Linked DNA regions of Sus scrofa: region 2 is linked to region 1. A link is a contact called in public HiChIP or PLAC-seq data. All regions are on one chromosome and are shown on one strand. Each heading gives the region's core, a stretch centred on a gene start, on an enhancer-like site or on the middle of the called end of the contact. The rest is flanking DNA. Distances are from core to core; before and after follow the strand shown.

Region 1 (2,700 bases), core at 12-2,511:
GTTATGTATTCTAATAAGTGGAAGTATAAAACAGACTATGATAATCTCAAAAGTTTTATCACCTTTTAAGAATGATATGTGTAAATTACACAGCAATTTTATATGCACTATTTCCAAAAGTAAAGTAATTAAAATAAATGCATTCATACTCATACTTTTTAAATCCGCTAATGAATCAGGCACTAGTCAAGATCCTCAGGCCACACAATTCAATGCATTCTTCTGAGTTACAAGATAAATCAACAATCCAGCCCCCAAGTAAGCAGTTAAACTAACAAGTTCAGAAAGAGCTTCAAATTCTTAATTATTAGTGAATAGACAAAGACCATTAGGCACTCAAATCCTGTTAAAAGTTTAACTGGCTCCCTAAACAAGTTTGGACTGCTTATAATCTACTTTCAGGGTGAACTCTTTTTAACTTCCCTCCGCACTTTCTTGGCCCACAATGGTCTAACTCAGGATCTCGCATGAAAAATTGCAACCAGAATATTTCAGTGAGGATTAGGCAAATTAAACGCTAGTCTTCCAAGAATATCCAAATCCTTTCTTCTATCTATTTGTTTAAGAATAAGAACTAACTTTAATTATGGTGCTTAATTAGCAGGAAGAAGCAATTGAATTTCCTCTTTCTCCTTTACTTTCTAATCCAATTTTTCAGCAAGCCCTACATATCTAAAATCCATCCACATATTTCCACCTCCACTGCCACCACTCTACACACTCTCCATTATGGCTTGACCACAGGACTGCAATAGCTTTCCAACTATTCTCTGTGCTTCTATCCTTCCTTGTATTCATCACTCCTCACACAGAGGCAAGAGAGATCATTTAATAACTAAATTAGATCTATCAGTCTGCTTAAAAACCTACTGATAACCTTACAGAAGAAAGCCAGTAACTGTGGAAGGAATGATGGAATTAGAAAATCACCATTTGGCAACCATTATCATAATAATTGATTCAAATAAGAATCACAGGATACTATAACTAGCGGGTGTAAGATTGAGGAGTAGCAGGATATTTACATAGCCTCAAGGTATTTCTTCACAAGGTATTCATTAACTACAAAGAGCAAGATAGAAACTATAGTGGAGAAATCTTAAGTGATCAAAGTTAACATCATCAATAAGGACACAAATGACAGCATGTGCCTCCTAATAGAAATACAAGGTTACTTCTGTGGTATTCCTGACAAAAATGCATCACCTGAATCTAATCATGCAAAAAAAGTCATACAAACCTGAACTTTGGAATACCCTGCAAAGGAAATGGCTTGTATTTTTCAAAAGTGTTAATGCCATGAAACATAAAGAAACATTAAATTATTTTCCAGATTAAAGGAGACTAGAGACATGACAACTGCATGCAGTGTGTTATCTTGTATTTTCTTTTGCTATGAAGAGCATTATTGAGAGATTTGCCAAAATCTAAATAAAGCCTGTAGATTAGAAAAAAGCATTATACATTTTCTGATTTTCATAGTTGTACTGTGGGCATGTAAAATAATGTTCTTTTTTGGGGAAATACACACAGAAGTATTTAGCAGTTAAAAATGCTGATGGTTTTCCATTTAAAATCGGAGATTAAAATCCAAACCACTACAAGATCTGACCCCGTGTCCACCTCTCTGATTTCACTTCCTGTCACTCTCACCACTTAATCACTATGACAGGCCATACTGACCCGACAGTTCCGACAGCCTTGGAACTGGAATTATACTCCCATAACAATCCCAAGTTTCAGTTTAAATATCCCCCTTTTACAAAGTAATTCCCTAATAAATAGGTCTAAAGTTCAAACTTCCATTGTCTCTTTTTTACCACGTGGTGCAACTATTTTGCCTATTTACTCTTTGTTGTCTATTTCCTCCCACTAAATGTAAACTCATTAAGAGGGGAGGTCATGTCTTCTTTACCGTTTAAAGAATTTTTTATTATAGTTTATGTACAAATTCTTAAGTCTTATCAGCAGTGTTTAACTGAATACTGAGTTAAAATAATCTTCAGTCTTATTCTTAATTCTATTAAGTAGTTATATGAAAAAGTACTAATTCTTCTGTAAAACTCCGATCTGAGCTCAAAGCTGATACCCTTAGAGTCCATCTTCCTTCCTGCTTGTGAGGAGGGGTGGATAAAGGGGACGCCATCAAGATAACTGGGTTACAATCAGGACGTCAAGCGTGGAGACGCCTCCTCTACCATTTCCTTTGGCCTTTGGAAGAGTATAAGAACATCTCTCCACTTTGCTTTAAGAAAGAATAGGGAAGAAAAAGCGAAGGAGAAGAGATAACTCCTAGGAAACAGACTGGAGCAGCTTTTCAAGCAATTGGAAGACTCAAAGTCCCCCGACAACCCTCCGGAGAGAAACCGAAGAGGAAGGAATCAGTCCTGCTTAACCCGACCTCCGCTGCTTCTGCACAGGCGCGTTGCCCGCTACGCGCATTCCCCACCCCCTTTCCCCACAATTCTCTGTTCTGTGGGTAAGGATCCAGGAACAAGCCACAGAGAGGAAAACTATTGGTTGGAAGAACAGCCAATGAGAGAGCCTGTTACTAGTCTGCGTACTGAGGTGTGAGGGGTTCGCTTTGGGCCTGAAGCCTTAGGCGGCCTGGTGGTTTTAGCACGATGAGCTCAATCGGCACCGGGGTAAGTTCGTTGTTTCTCGGCGTGATAGTCTAGCCTAAGGATCAGCGTAGAAGGG
Region 2 (2,700 bases), core at 63-2,562, 43 kb after region 1:
ATGTGGACTACCATTGATTTTTACATATTTAATTATTTCATTCTTTAACTCAACTTGCTAATTAATACTTTATTTCCACAATTTCAAATGTAATTTTGTTCTATTGAAAACAACACAAGATCACAACAAGCTCAACGGCTGCCTTGAACAAAGTCCTACCGGGGAGGACCTTTCCTCTAAGGAGTGATGATAAGGGTTAGGTCAGGAGTTTTCAGTCCCTGTATTTCCTCCCCCAAAGTAGTATAAGGCTCCAGAAGGGTGGCACAGCTGCACGTCTAAAGTAGCAGGGCTGCTGCCAAGAGAATTCCTCAGCGCCCCAAACCCAGTTTCCTTATTGCCTCATCGCGGGAGGAGCACGCGGAAACACCTCTCCCCAGGTAGGGAGGGTCTAAGAACCTTACCTTCCCCGTCTTCCTGAAAAAGGAGCCTATAACTGGTGACACTCGATCACAGAGTATGACAAGCTGCCGAAACCCACTTCCAAAGAAGGGAAGTACTGCTCCCAGAGAAGAGGAGCCCAAAGGATCGGCCAGGAAAAAAAGACCAGCTCGTCTCCTCCGCCTCTTTCTCTTTGGCAGCGGGAGAGGAAGCCTCGCCCCCTCTCAACCCGCCTCCCGGCTCCCCTCCCCGCCGCAGGGAGAACATACCCGGCCATGGCTGCCGCGCGGCCCCCTCACTTCCGGTGCCGGTGCCTCCAATGCTGCGCCATCCCCCAGCCCACCGGACAACCACAGCTTCGAACTGACCTTTCCGGCAGATCGCGACTCTTCCAACGTTCACTAGGTTTTGTCCTGGAGAGAACGGTGGATGGGTGCCGCAGAAAAACGAATCTACAGACTAAAGAATCCGCTCTCGTCTGGCCAGAAACATAAAAAGCGATAGAGCTGCAGCCACCGCTGCCCAGACAAAATGGCGCCGACAAGCTGGTTCGGCGCAGGCGTCTTGGAAAGACCTGCCCCGCCCCCGTGCAAGTCCTGGGCGCAGCGCCGGGTTCGGTTTCCATGGGACACCCCACCGCCAATCCTCGTGCCGAACTGCTCTTCCTGACCCCCCCAATTGACCAATCAGTGCTCAGTCAAGCACATCCGGAGTCCTCTTTACCAATCATTTCTCAGGATTTACTAACTCAATACCTGATTCTCCAGTAACGTTAGTCTTCGGAGACAGCCAATCATAAGTGGAAGATGTCCTACCTGCTATTTTTCGCACCAATCCGGGAAGTTTCAGAGCTACATCCAATGAGGACGGCAGGTAGCGAGCTCCAATCCGAAACTCTTCGGCGTCATGAGCAGCCAATAGGAGTTCGTGTAGAAGCGAGACTGCTCAACAGCTTGTTATTTGGTGGATTGTGGCAGTAAATCGGGCGAGTAGGGAACCGGGCGCAGGAACTGCCGCGGCGGCCGAGAGTGGTGCTGCCCGGACGGGGGCCCACGGGGGTCAGTGGGGCGGAGGACTCGGGAGCTGACAGCGCCCACTTCACCCTCAGTTGGTAGGTGGGGAGAAGGGAAGCGGGCGATACTGAATGGACGAAGCGGTACTAGCAGCTGGTGCTGCTGCCCGGGGTCCCGGTACAGTTGGAAGCTTTGGAGGTGGGGAGGGGGATGCTTGGCAAGCGGGGCGACAAGCGCAGGAGAAGGGGCAGTTCGTGGAGCAGCGGCAGCAACTGCAGGAACAGCCGCTGCAGCTGCCTCCCCGGCCGCTTCCCCGGGTTCCCCGGGAAAATGGCTGTGGGGCTGGCCGCGCCGCTAAGTTTGCTTCCGCGCGGCGAGAAGCTGGCTGCTTGGGGGAGCCGGCCTCTAACTCCGCGGCGCGTCCTCCCCCCTGGAGTCCGTGGCAGGACCCGAGGGGCTGGGGGCTGGTACCGCTCTGGGCTGTACAAAAAGTTGAGGCGGGCGCGGGGAGGAGGCGGCGGCTGCTGCCGTTCGGCTCCCCTCCCCTCCCACACCCTGTCCGGGCCACCTCCCCTCCTCCTCTCCGCCCCCCCAGCCCCCTCCCCCTCGCGGGTCTTCCCTTCCTCGCGCGCCTCCAAGCTGAAGGCCGCGGCCCCTGCCCCTTGGGGTGAAGAAGCGCTTCTCCTTCCTGACATGGTGCAGAGCGGAGGAAGGAGAGCAATGGCGCCGTGACACTCCGCTGCCGCCACCGCGGGCCCGGGGCGGGCCGAGGGGGCCGAGCTGCGGAGGCGGGGCGCGGGCCGAAGTCGGGGTATCCGGGGGCGGCCGGGAGGAGGCTCGGCGACCGCGCCTGCAGGGGACCTGGGGAAGCCCCAACGGCGCCCTGCCCTTCTCCGGAGCGTGCCGTCCTGGGGCTCTGAGTTGAGCATTCCGGGTCAAAGTGGCGAGCGAGGCGGGGGCGCGGTGGGCCGCTGGCGAACTCTGAGGCGGAACCGCTGCCCTTTGGCGCCCGTGGGGTTCTCGCCGCCCCTCCGGCTCCTGCGTCCTGGCTGCCCTCGGAGGGGCTCTTTCGCCCTCCCTGGTGAGGGTTCTGCCCCTCCCCGCAGGCGTTTGTTTACTTTCTTTCCCCGAGTCGCTCCCCTCTGTTGACTGATTCTGTGCTCGTCTTTCCCCTCCCCTTGGTTCCAGCGGTAGAGAAGATAGCTCGTTGAGCTGGAACCCCACAGATCACCAGTAAAAATGAAGGTAAGTGGAGTCGACGCTGCTCGGAACCTCGTGCCCTGGACACTGCCTGTCGTGAGGCTAGAGC

The links. HiChIP or PLAC-seq counts read pairs in DNA pulled down with a chosen protein or histone mark.
Region 2: a contact with region 1 is called in an H3K27ac HiChIP or PLAC-seq map of alveolar macrophages. The contact joins the promoter of ARID4A here to the promoter of PSMA3 in region 1. A contact is called at or near these places in 1 of 5 promoter capture datasets (liver), 22 of 47 Hi-C or Micro-C datasets (alveolar macrophages, blood, brain and 11 more) and 2 of 2 datasets of contacts at active chromatin or transcription factors (alveolar macrophages and skeletal muscle).

Annotation. Positions count from the first base shown.
Region 1 is chr1:187,340,970-187,343,669 of Sscrofa11.1, forward strand. PSMA3 (proteasome subunit alpha type-3) reads left to right here and starts at 1,262. Exons shown (of 11, transcript XM_001927990.5): 1 at 1,262-2,645. The coding sequence starts at 2,625.
Region 2 is chr1:187,384,042-187,386,741 of Sscrofa11.1, forward strand. It overlaps ARID4A (AT-rich interaction domain 4A), which reads left to right and starts at 1,313. Exons shown (of 24, transcript NM_001244179.1): 1 at 1,313-1,493; 2 at 2,580-2,636. The coding sequence starts at 2,631. LOC102165044 (a long non-coding RNA gene) reads right to left here and starts at 975. Exons shown (of 4, transcript XR_301235.3): 1 at 747-975.